Linked DNA regions of Gossypium hirsutum: region 1 is linked to region 2. A link is a contact called in public Hi-C data. All regions are on one chromosome and are shown on one strand. The core of a region is the stretch at or near the end of the contact, and the rest is flanking DNA. Distances in the headings are between cores, read along the strand shown. Region 1 holds the start of LOC107953255. Region 2 has its middle 15 kb from the start of LOC107953265.

Region 1 (5,896 bases), core at 3,011-5,510, 170 kb after region 2:
TTTACTTTACCGAATTTTAAATTACATTTCATAATAAGATTCTGGGAATGCAACATTACAAGAGGAATATGAGATTATCTTATTTTGTTCATTTGGCTAAAATGTATTATTTAAGTGTTTGGTTGATGAAATGTAAGATTATCTATAAGTACATTTTATTTAATTGTCATTGTTATAGATTTATTTTTAAAAAAATAAGTTTAATTTCTTTAATTTTTTTAGTCTCAATTTCCAAATTTTTTTGATAAATTGTTACAATCTTTTTTTATTTATATATTAATAAATAAATATATTGTGTTGCAATAAATTTATAAATCATAATTATAATAATTTATGAAAAATGATTGCTACACCAATCATAATTAATATATTAATAAATAAATTATTAAATAAAATATAATGATTAAAATTGTATTGTATGATATCTACTTGTTCACTATTACCGATTGAGTCTTAACTCGATTAGTATTGGCATTGTTGCCAGTGCAGGATGACGTGGGTTCGAGTGCGATAAAACGCATTATCCTCCCTATTTAAGAGTTGAGGAGGGGTCATAGGTAGTTCTAGCCATTGTATAAAAAAAAGTAGATATGATAAAAACTTATAATGAGATTGATGTTAAAAAAAAAAAGACTTGTTCACTATTAAGAAAAAATATTTTTTTTTGTTTTTAATTAGTCCTAGACTTTATTTAAGAAAAAAAATTAAATTGTTTAGAATGATAAAAAAAACAAAGGGCAAATTGGTCTAAAATTTAATATTACACTCATAATCTAAGATTACTTAAGGAATGGACCGTAATAAGATGACAGAGTATAATACGAGATAGCCGAAATTTTGAAATTCAAACACCATAATCTCATTCCAAAATGTAACATATCGTAATGTTACATTCAACGAACCAAACACCTCCTAAGTGTCATATTGCATTTTGCTTCTTCTACTCGAAAAAAAATAAATGTCCTTGTACATTAGATCAAAAAGCAAATTGGTCATTTTTGTTAAAATTTTCATCTATTTCTACTGTTAATAACTAGCATGACTGACAGAATAACCAAAGAGTGACATGTGTCGTGCCACTTATACCTCATACTGACGTACTGAGGCTAGTTTTTATAAATGAAAATAAATGAAATTCTTAACAGAAGGATAAATTTATTCTTTGATCTAACGTACAGTGACTAATTTATTTATTTATTTTAGTAAATAGGACAAAATGTAATCCGACTTATAATATAAGTACCTCTATGATATTTTTATAGATGAGCGATTATTTTTATCAATTTTCTTGCTTTCTTTAAATAGCAATAAAATTTAATAATACTATATAGAAAAGACAGTATTAATTATAGGTAGAAATTTGCAAGATCAAAATTTAAGGGAAAAAAAGAAGAAGAAGAAAGAAGATGACATATGAAAGAACTTGAGATCTTCATCATGTGATATTACCGTCTTTTTTTTTCTACTAAACAAACGGTGATCCAACCATTTTTGATATTAACACTTGAATTCGTTTATATTTTTATCATCCATCATTAAATTGATAATAAAATTTTTTTTAATTGGTATAATAACACATTTAGTCCTCAATATTTACATATTTTATTAATTTAATTTTAATTCTAAATAATTCAATAAATTTAACCTTTTACATTAATAAATTCTATCAACTTGATCCTCAAACTTCCTAACTAAAACTTTCAACTTTTAAAACAAAGGCATTCTACGTCTATAAATTTGTAAACCACACCCCCCCAAAAAAAAACACACACACATCTAGCTTGTGCAATTTATCCTAGTAGTTGGATATATGATTAATTGATTCACGAATTTGATTGTATAAATCAATTAAAAATATAATTTTATGATTTTGTATAAATTTTATAATTGATATTATATTTAAGTTTAAATCATTTTATATATTTTGTAATTCAATATCTTATTTAATAAAATTAATGTATTAAATCATTATTGTATATGATATATATAATTTCCTAGATTAAATATATATGAAAAAACGTTTATAAAATCTATTAATTTTTTATTTATGAAATCTATTTGTAATAATTTTTTTTTATAAAACTCTTTATAAAATTTGTTTATTTTTTTTTAGAAACTGTTTTAAGTTTTTTTTTAAAGTTTATTTTTTATTAATCTATTTTAAAAATATTTTATTTACATAGTTTAAATTTAAATTCAAGTATTCAATTAAAAATTTTAAATTATTTTTAATTTACTAATAGTTAGATGGCTACTAATGTAATTATCCTAAAAAAACACTTAGAAACCATATGTATAAATTACAAAATGATTAAATATATTTTAATTAATAGTCGCATATTTAGCCCATGCATTGCATTAGTATATTTTATTGTATGGGATATAAAAGGATGTCTTTGTTTTCTTGAGATATCCCTTGTATTGCTTACGAATCATATGGGTTAAATGATAAAAAAAAGTTAATATCTAAAATTGTGAGTTTTGAGCATTGTAAATTAAAAAAAAAAAATTTGGGTTACTTTGATATCAATATAGTGCCTCTTACCATTTGCTTTATTGGACAAGTTTTTTTTTTTTGGTTGGGTGGTGGTTTACAAATTTAATGATGTAGAGTGTCTCTTTTTTAAAAGCTGAAATTTTTTATTAAAAAATTTAAAAATTAAAATTATAAAATTTATAAATATGAAGGGTTAAATTTATTAAATTATTTAGAATTGAGATCAAATTAATAGGATATGTAAGTATTAAGGACTAAATGTTTTATTATAATAATTAGAATAAAATTTTTCATTATCAATTTAATTGCGGATACCATACCAAAACATGTGTAGTTTAAAAAAAAAAAAAGGTTGAAATGTTACCCCAAAAGCTTACTCATCTTAATCTCCGCCTTCGACATGTGAATTTTGAAACTAACACCATTTTTCTTTCTTTTCGGTACTTCCCAATCTCACAAAGCCTAATCAAATGCAACTCCAACATTCAATATAACATCATAGCTCCCCTGCTACATATGTATGATTTTAAGTACTTGATAAACAAGGGGATTTTTACACCACACAGATGGCAATGATTATGAAGCTTATACATTTGATTCTCCACCCAAAGTTGGGTTATTTTCAAAAGATATGCTTCGACAATAGAGCTTATCCATGCTTGAATATGACAAGTCAACAACTTGATGTAAACTTTTTATTACCATAAATCAAAAGCAGAGACATAGTTGTACATCCATTGTAAGTTAGAGCATATACAGCAATTAACTACGAAGCAAGGAAAAGCTCCAATTGGGATTCATTTTCTTGATCAATCACATCAAGGACAACCGGATCAACGGTAACATGACACTCCACGTGGACTTTAAACCTATGTTCCCACCATAGCATCTTAGCGGTGCCGCTAATCTCCACCTTAGCATCCAGCGCCATCTCTCTTTTGGCCACGTCCGCGAAAAACTTACCCGCATGGTGAGCCAACTCTATCCCGTCCAGACGAGCCGGTAGCTCCAAGACCCGGCAAGAGCGGGGCGGTTGGGACCCGGCTTTGACATGAGCTTCCCCAAGGAAGGAGCCGTCGTAGAAGATGGACATCGTGGTGGAAGAGTAATGGATGGGGGTGATGTTGGGGTTGCTGACGTGGACAGTGAGGGTTAGGTCGGCGTTGATGTTGGAGAGGTTGATCTTGAAGGAAGTGAGTTTGATGGAGATGAGGTGGAAAGTTGGGTCTTTGGGTTTGGCACTGATGAGAGCGGCGGCGGCCGTGGCCGAGGCTGCGCCGATTAACGCGGAGGTCCAACTCCAATTTACCTTGTTAGCCGTGGGTTTTGGCGCAAGGTCCATTGAATGGAGTGAGAGATTGGGGAAGGTACAGGGCGATGGATAGGCGTGAGGTGAAATGACGTAATTATCCACACAAAGGTTGGCTGGCTTTTCTTATTTATCAGGGTTTTGGATTTTCATGAGGAGACGGAATCAAGTTCCGCAATTACCTCATCGATCTTGGAGTTTTTAATTGAATCTTTTGTAATTTAAATTTAATGTATTAGTAGTAAATCTAAATATTTACTAAATTTATATATAAATTTTTTTGTTATTGATAGAAATTTTGGAAAATGCTACAACATTATTTATTCATAAATTTTAATTGAATTTGTCATGTAGCCAGGCCGTGTGATAGAGTTTAAACTATGTGGCTCAAAAATATGATCATGTGGCCAAATCGTGTACAAATTGAAATATGGATCACACGGTCGTGTTCCAATCAATGTGTCCGCCCGTATAAATTTTCGAAATAAGGTCACACAGTCATGTCGCCAACTGTGTGTATTCGAATTAAGGTCATACTGCCATATAATAGCCTGATGCCGTGTGGAAAAATCTACACATAAAATCAAGAAGACACACAGTCGTGTTATGAAGTGCGTAACTAATATCACATTATACAATATCTTTAAAACTATGTAATTTAACACATTTTCATTAATAATCATACAATCATCTCATTCCAATTCAAATTCACATCTCAATAATATATATATATGCATACTTACCAAATGATGCAATATACAAAAGCAACATTTTAAATAGTTTGAATTATAGAAATACAAACTGTAAACTCCGAGCTATTCGTCGATGATCTTATCTTTTCCTTTCTTTTTCAAGGAATCTGGGTCGACCTTAGCTACAAAATTAAACAAACAATACAATTCATTAATACACAAACAATTTCACATTCAATTGCTAATTTATATAACTTTTGCACTTTAATCAATTTAGTCCCTAAAATCGGGATTAGCCTAACTTCCACATTTAACCTCAAATTTTTATGCCAATTTCACTGTAAGTCAAATTTAACTCTCTCTATTTCTTTTTTCTACACCTAAATTTCAAAATTTTTACAATTTGGTCCTTATTCCCCAAAATCAACAATTAATTTCACAATCTAGTCATTTTTCACTTCTAATCTAAAAATCTATCAAATTAACCCCTAAAGTTTTAGCTATTCAAAAATGGTAACATCTAAAATCTTAAGCAGTACCAAAAAATAGGACATGGGTTATCTAACTCATAATACCGGGATCCCAAAAACATAAAAATTACAAGAAATTGGACTAAATTGACTAACCAATTTAACCTTAAAAAATCAAAACCTTAAGTTGTTTCTCCCAAGTTCTTCTTCCCATCTTTGACATACAAGAAAATGGAAAAATGCTAAGCTGTTCCTCTTTCTCCTCGCTATGTTACTTGTTTTCATTTTATTTTTATTTCATTTACTCATTATTATAACTAAGTATTATAACATAATATATATTACATATACTACAAAACATAACCAGCCATCATTAAAACATATCAATAATGATCTATTTATTTTACGAGTCCTAGATATTCAATTTCTATTTATAATTTCTTTAAAAATCTTACTTTATTAATTTATACTATTTAGTCATTGTATTCCAATTAAACACTATTTCATCAAATTTACCTATCCGAAAATTCAATTCACTTTTAAGATATCTTTGAAAATATTTAATAAAAATATTTACGAGTCAGTTTTACGAAAACGGAGTCCTGTAACCATACTTTCCGTTACTACTGACTTTTGGGTAGTTACATCCATGCCATCATGTCCTCATTTTGTGGAGATTTGCAATAATGCTGGAACTAGTGGTGATCTCATGGTGAAACAATTGGTCTGGTCACTAAAAGGAAATGTCTTCGACTGATACACTGACCTTGATCCTAGAATAATTAACAATTGGGAACAACTTAAATGTGAATTTCTCAACAGATTCTACAGCACTCGTTCCATTGTAAGCATGATCGAACTTACTAGGGCACAACAGTAGAAAGATGAACCAATCATTGACTACATCCATAGTTGGAGGAATCTAAAT
Region 2 (6,342 bases), core at 1,836-4,335:
TTGCATAGCCCTTTGCATCTATTACAATATTTCTAATCTATGATCCATTACTTTAGTTTTGCGACGGGTGTTGTAACAGTATTCGGTTGGTTGATTCTTGTTGGTTTCCAGATTAACTATCATAATTTTACCTAATTAGGGTCCTTTAGTGAAACTCTAATACAAATGATGTAATACAATGTAAATGCATGGAATGAATGTAAAAGAAAGAGAGACGTTGGTTCTGAATTCAATTTCATTAGAACAACTTTTCTAGAAAACAAATTCCTTTACATAAAACGGATTACATATACGGCCTTTTTCTCATATTCCAAGCGAAGACATCTATCTTCCTTTTCATATCCGGATGTTATAGTTGAGTCTTGCGAATTTTCTAAAAGATGCCCCCATTAACTCCTTTTTGCTTGATCCAGGCTACGACTTATTGCTTACTTATCCCCGGGATACTCGTCAGCTCCTTTAAGAAAGCCAAGACGTGACGGCTCTCGAATAATCTTTGTCGATTTTAATCATCGGGCAATGGAGCAAAGTCGTGTATTTCTTTATGAGCTATCAGCCTTCTTTCATTGTGTTTACTTAGACCATATTTAGACAACCATGTTATAATCCACTTTATCAAGAAATTCATTTTCTTATGACAAATTGTTCTATTTAGCAATCAAATATGAATCAACACCTCCTTTCTATGATGATGTAATACAATGCAGTTATAGACAAAACAAAATAAAATACGTCAGTATAGAAGAAATAATCAACAAAATAGAACACCTATCTGGGTGACCACTAGGGTTTGGCGTGGCTCTACCTAGGGTAGGCTCCTAGGTCTCTCTATATGTGGTTCGGTTCTAGAGTAAGGGTACCTGAACCGATAGATTCCTCGATCCTCACCCGTTATAGGCTTATATGGATTGAGTTCAGTTCAGGGGAATACATTTCCCTACAGCTATACGGAGATGAAAATCTCATGAAGACGTAGGTACGGATGTATCCCGGAAGCGATCCGCTATCCTATACGGAGGTGAAGACCTCACGAAGGAATAGTTTCTCACTCCCACTTAAAGGGTAAAATCGACCAATTCATGCGATGCGATATGCAACAATACATCAAAGAATTAAACCACTTGAAGCAAGCATATTATGAAGAGAACCACGAAAATAACAGACAACATGCAATGCAGTAATCGTAAATTTAAAACTGATTTTCAATTTTCGACAAAAGACAAAAATTAATCAATTTACAGCTCGACTCTCAAAGTCCCCAGTGGAGTCGCCAAGCTGTCGAAACCATTTTTTTGAAAACGGGAATCGACTTTGTTTGAAAGCGAAGATTAAAACGGGAGTCGCCACCAATCTTTATTAGGTGTGATCGGATCACTTTTGTTTTAATAAAACATTTTAGTTTACTAAAACAGTGTTTTTGGCCTACGAAACTTGAGAGAAGGGGTTCGGGAGTCGGTTACGTGCGAGGAAGGATTAGCACCCTCGTCACGCCCAAAATTGGTACCGAATTGATTAGTTAGTGTCTCAATGTCGAAAGTTGGAAATTGGGAACGAATTTAAAATATGATCCTTTTTATTAATGTATATTTTAAAGGGGCTTGAATTAGATCAAAACAATTGCTAAAGATTTCCTCGTCTTGAGATATCGAAGTATCACATCCCGTAAGTTAGGACACGATACCATGAACTCCCGAGCGCAAGTTTGTCTTTAATTTTAATTGGAATTCCGTGTTTTTTTTAAAACTCGAAAGGATATTTGGCTATTTAGAATCAACGAGAAAATCGAAACCCCGTAAGTTAGGGCACAATTCCTCGATGTTCCAAAACGCGAAACATTGCCTTGTTTAAAATATTTCTTTTTTGAATAATAGTGAACACGATATTTAAACGACATCCGTTATTTTGTTTGGAACAAAATCAAGCGATCCAAGTTGGATAAATATTAATTCACAATGCGATGACATGAAATAAAAATGCAATAATGGGCATGGAATAATAATACATGAATAAAATATTACACAAGTGAATGACAATAATATGAAAAAAGAAATAACGAATCATAGTACATGCAATGGCAATAATCATACAACATTTAAATGATAACATCGATAAATAAGGACCAATGAATTAAATGATAAAAAGGTATAAAACAAATTAAAATAAATAAAATGTGAACAAATTTTAGAATGATAATAAATGAGTTCAAAATAAGTGATGTAAAAAGGTATTTTAAAATCCATAACCACACAAAGTAGAATTTAAAAAAAATGAATAATTTTAAAATAATTAATATGTATATATAAAAGGTGTAAATAATATGTAAAAAAACCTAAAATAAATAATAAAATTATTTGAAATAAGTAAAATGGGTTTAAAATAAGGTATATAAAATAATTTTAAAATAAGTAATATATAAGTTAATTTAAAATGTTATATAACAAGTTAAAAAAATATATAATATGTAAAAAAATTAAAAAAAGGGACAAATAAATATATTTTATAATTATAATAGTTCAAAGGTAATAAAAAAGGTTGTTTGAAATATATAATGTACAATAACTTAAAAATAAACAATACAAAATAATTTAAAATAAATATATAACAAAACGATTTTTAAAAGAATTATAAATATATAAAAAGGCTTGAAGTAAACTATATGTATACATATATATAATAATAGGTAAGGAATATAAAATAAATAATACATATAAAATAGATCAGGATAAAATATATATGCAAAAAGCAAGTTAAAATAAATAATAATAATTTAAACAAACAGTACATTAAAATAAGTAAGAATAGATGTAAAGTAAATAACATATAAAATATTTGAAATAACATATAAATGAAATGTTTTTTTTTAAAAAAAGAAGTTAATAAATGGATTAAATAGATTTAGGACATGGTTAAAAACAAGTTAAAATTCGGGGTACAAAATTATAAATACTGAAAAGTTAATCAGGGATCTAAATGAAACGCCCCGAAACTAGCGGGGACTAGATGAAAAAAATCCCCTAAATGCTCTGCGTGCGTTTACCCTGACAGCACAATGGACCAAATCGAAAACCAAACGAAATCTAAGGGTTAAAATTAAAAAAAAAACAAAAAGAAAACAGGAAATGGAGCCCGATTGAATGGAGTTGCGAATGAAAAGGACTAATCGCACAAATTTTCCCTTTAGGGAGAATGTGCAAACCCCCATCCCACCAAACGACGTCGTTTCAAAGATGAAATAAAACCAAAATCTTCCTTCTTTTTCAATCTGCCGTTTCTTCTTTTATTTTTCAAGAAAAAACAAAACACCCTCTCCCCCTTTGTTTCTCAACTCTCTGTTAGGGTTATGAACCCTAGCCTTTGCGCCGTTAGCCCGTCGATTGAGAGGAAGAAAGTCTCTCCTCTCCTCCTTTTGGGTCTGATTTCAGCAACGGAGAGAGTCTCCGGTGACACAATCACAGGGATTCCGGGCAAGCCCTCTCCTTCTCTTATTATTTTTGTTTAAAAGAGATTTAAAAATAAAAGATAAAAAAATATATATAAAAAAATAAAAAAGAAAAGAACACGAAAATGGAAATCGAAATCAACCTTTTTTTTTCTTCTATTTTTGCTTTTTGATTGCTTAATGTTCGTAAAAAAAAATTACAAATGAAAATCGTGGCTCTTATAGCCAATTCATAAACTGTTAGTTTTCATTTTTTTTTGTCTTTTTGCATGTTGTTTCTTCTGCTTGGCTTCTTTCGTTTGCGTGTTGTAGGTGGTTGTCAGAGATGTCAGATGCGTGTGACAAAGCGGCGCGCGTGGTGGACAAGGGTAGCGTGCGGCGCTGGTCAAGGGCAGAGGGGTATGCGGCGGCTGCACCTTGGGGACTAAGGTTTTGTCTGTTGAAAAAAAAGTTTAAGATAATGGGCTAGGGTTTGATGTAATGGGTCATTTGGTTTTGGGTTTGGGCCTGCTGTTTGTTTTTGTAAAATGGACTTTATTTGGTTATTTGGATTTTATTTTTTTGTTTATTTGTCTGGGCTAAAAATTGGCCATTACACCAATCATTAGGAAAGAGAGAGCAAATATTCTCAGATATTCTCTGAATTTATTGTGTGCTAATTTGGAAGATCAAATCTTTAAGATCCGGTAAAATTTCAAGGAATTCATGGATTCAGGTAAGTTTCCCCATCTAGTTTTATTTTTGATTTATTCTTGATAAATTGACATGATAGATCCTGATTTATTAAGTTTTATTTCAGATTTATTTTACAAATCTAACACTAAATTCTCATTTAATTATTATATAATTTTTAATAAATATATTTTTATAGCAACATTTTTCACCCACATCTTTGGTGTGCTATAATCTAATATTTTCATGGATCTTTTGCTACTACTTAGAACACATGAGATCCAAAATTTAATGGCTAAATATGAACTCAATCTCAATAGGAAAAAGGTTAATTGATTTAGTGTTGTCGGATATTTAGATGATTTTATTTGGTCGATTTTGAGTGAAGATCTCAAAAAATTAAGAATTTTTGTATCTCTTTTTCAATATTAGATTGAACGTGCTATAATCTAATATTGAAATATCCAAATTGTAATGATTAAAAATACACTCAATCTCAATAGAAAATTTTTTTTAAATGATTAGTGTTGTTAGATATAGATGATTTTGCTTGGTGGGATTAGAGTGGAGTTCTCAAATACTTGGGGATTTTTGTGTCTTCTTTTCGGCATTGGATATAGTGTGTTTTAGATGTATTGATTCGATGCTCTAAAAGTGTGGCTTTTAGCAAGGATAAGCCTGAATGATACTCTACTACTCGAAAGAAGAGTTGTTGAATTCATATCGATTTTTTTTGGCTTCCAATTATATAAAAACTATATAAAAATTGAATAATTTTTGTTTGTTAACTTTTTTTACATAGAATTCACAATTCTATATGACAGTTTAAGTCATGTTAATAATTATTTAAATTTTAAAAATTTTAAAAATTATTAACAATTCAGAAAATATAAAAATATTTTAATTATATAAAAATAATAAAAATTAAAAATGATAATAAATATTTAATTTTTTTTCTTCTTTTCCATTTCCATTGATATACAAAATAAATTTAAAATTTAAATTAAAATTTCAAATTTTCTTCATTTTACTTTGCAATTATTCCTTCTTTAACTGGAGCTTTTCCCTTTTTCTTTAACTCCAACAACCAGATCCCCTCTCGCATTCACGATATCTGCCCAATCACCTCGTCTTGAAGTCCTACATATGCTTATGGGCTTGGGTTTATCAAGAGTCACTCAGATTGCTCGAATTGGAGGTTATGATTTCAAATTTTTCCTTCTTCGATCTACGACTTCAACAATTGGATTGGCTTGAAACTCAGATACAATCTTCTCCGTTGCGAAAACCAAAATTTGACTATATTGGTAATTCAAAGTATGTAATTCCACGTTAGTTGAAAAAAAAGGCTTTTAAGAAAGTTTAAATATAGTCTTGCCTCTTATCTTCATTAACTAATTGTTAAAGGCCAAACACACATGTCTGTGTCCGTGTTAACATGTGTTTACGAAATGCACTGTGCATATTTTTTTTTGATAAAATTTATGTTTTTCCTTTTAAAATTATTTTCAGAATATTTTTAGTTGCGGAAAATTTGACCCATTACACTTTTGAGGAAACTGACACTGCGTGTTTTACTGATTTGCTCCTTCAAAAAATAGTATAAATAGCAGGTCATTTTCCTCATTTTACACAACAAGCAAATAACAATCTTTCGCTCATACTCTTTTTCTCTCATCTGTTTTCTTTTTAGTGATTTTTCAGTCAAATTTCCAACCACATTTTTTGCTTTGTTTTTCAATTCCGTTCGAGAAAAGTAATACCAATTGTGTTCCACCTTTTTTATTCAAGTGTACAAATACTGAAGTACTATGTTAACCTTGGGGGCGACGTTGATAACATATTTTAACCTCACTCTTAATATGTTTTTGGGTGATTATTTAATGTTAACTGTGAATTTTATGCTCCTAATCATTTGAATCCATGTTTTAATGCTTAATAGAGCAGTTGGGAGTTAAAGGAGTGAAAAACGAGTGAAAATCGAAGCGTTGGAGCAAGATACAAGAGCCATATAGGCTAAATCATTTCACATGGCCGTGTGACCCATACGGACGAGTGGTAGGCCGTGTCAATTTCATAAAACTGCACACCGAACAATAAAAAATTAGAATTTTTAGGTTTTTTGGGCATTCTAAGATGTATATATGAAAAAAATAAAAAGATAAGAGAGAGTTGTTAGAAAATAATCAAGAAAACTCGAAAAACACCATTGAAACCAACTTTGAAACAAA

Evidence for each region. A called contact is a pair of places that touch in the nucleus more often than the background predicts.
Region 1: a Hi-C map of leaf shows a contact between it and region 2, with 1.7 times the contacts expected there. The contact joins the promoter of LOC107953255 here to the enhancer-like site in region 2. A contact is called at or near these places in 2 of 34 Hi-C or Micro-C datasets (both in leaf).

Annotation. Positions count from the first base shown.
Region 1 is chrA07:20,818,511-20,824,406 of Gossypium_hirsutum_v2.1, forward strand. It overlaps LOC107953255, which reads right to left and starts at 4,261. Exons shown (of 1, transcript XM_016888495.2): 1 at 3,179-4,261. The coding sequence starts at 3,839. The coding sequence ends at 3,264.
Region 2 is chrA07:20,653,291-20,659,632 of Gossypium_hirsutum_v2.1, forward strand. No RefSeq gene overlaps it. Among protein-coding and RNA genes, the nearest start is that of LOC107953265, 15 kb to the left of the region's middle. Within about 2 kb of position 3,086, at least 9 of the 9 cell types and tissues checked have an H3K27ac peak or open chromatin away from gene starts, as enhancers often do. A contact at or near this core is called in leaf, where this site is marked.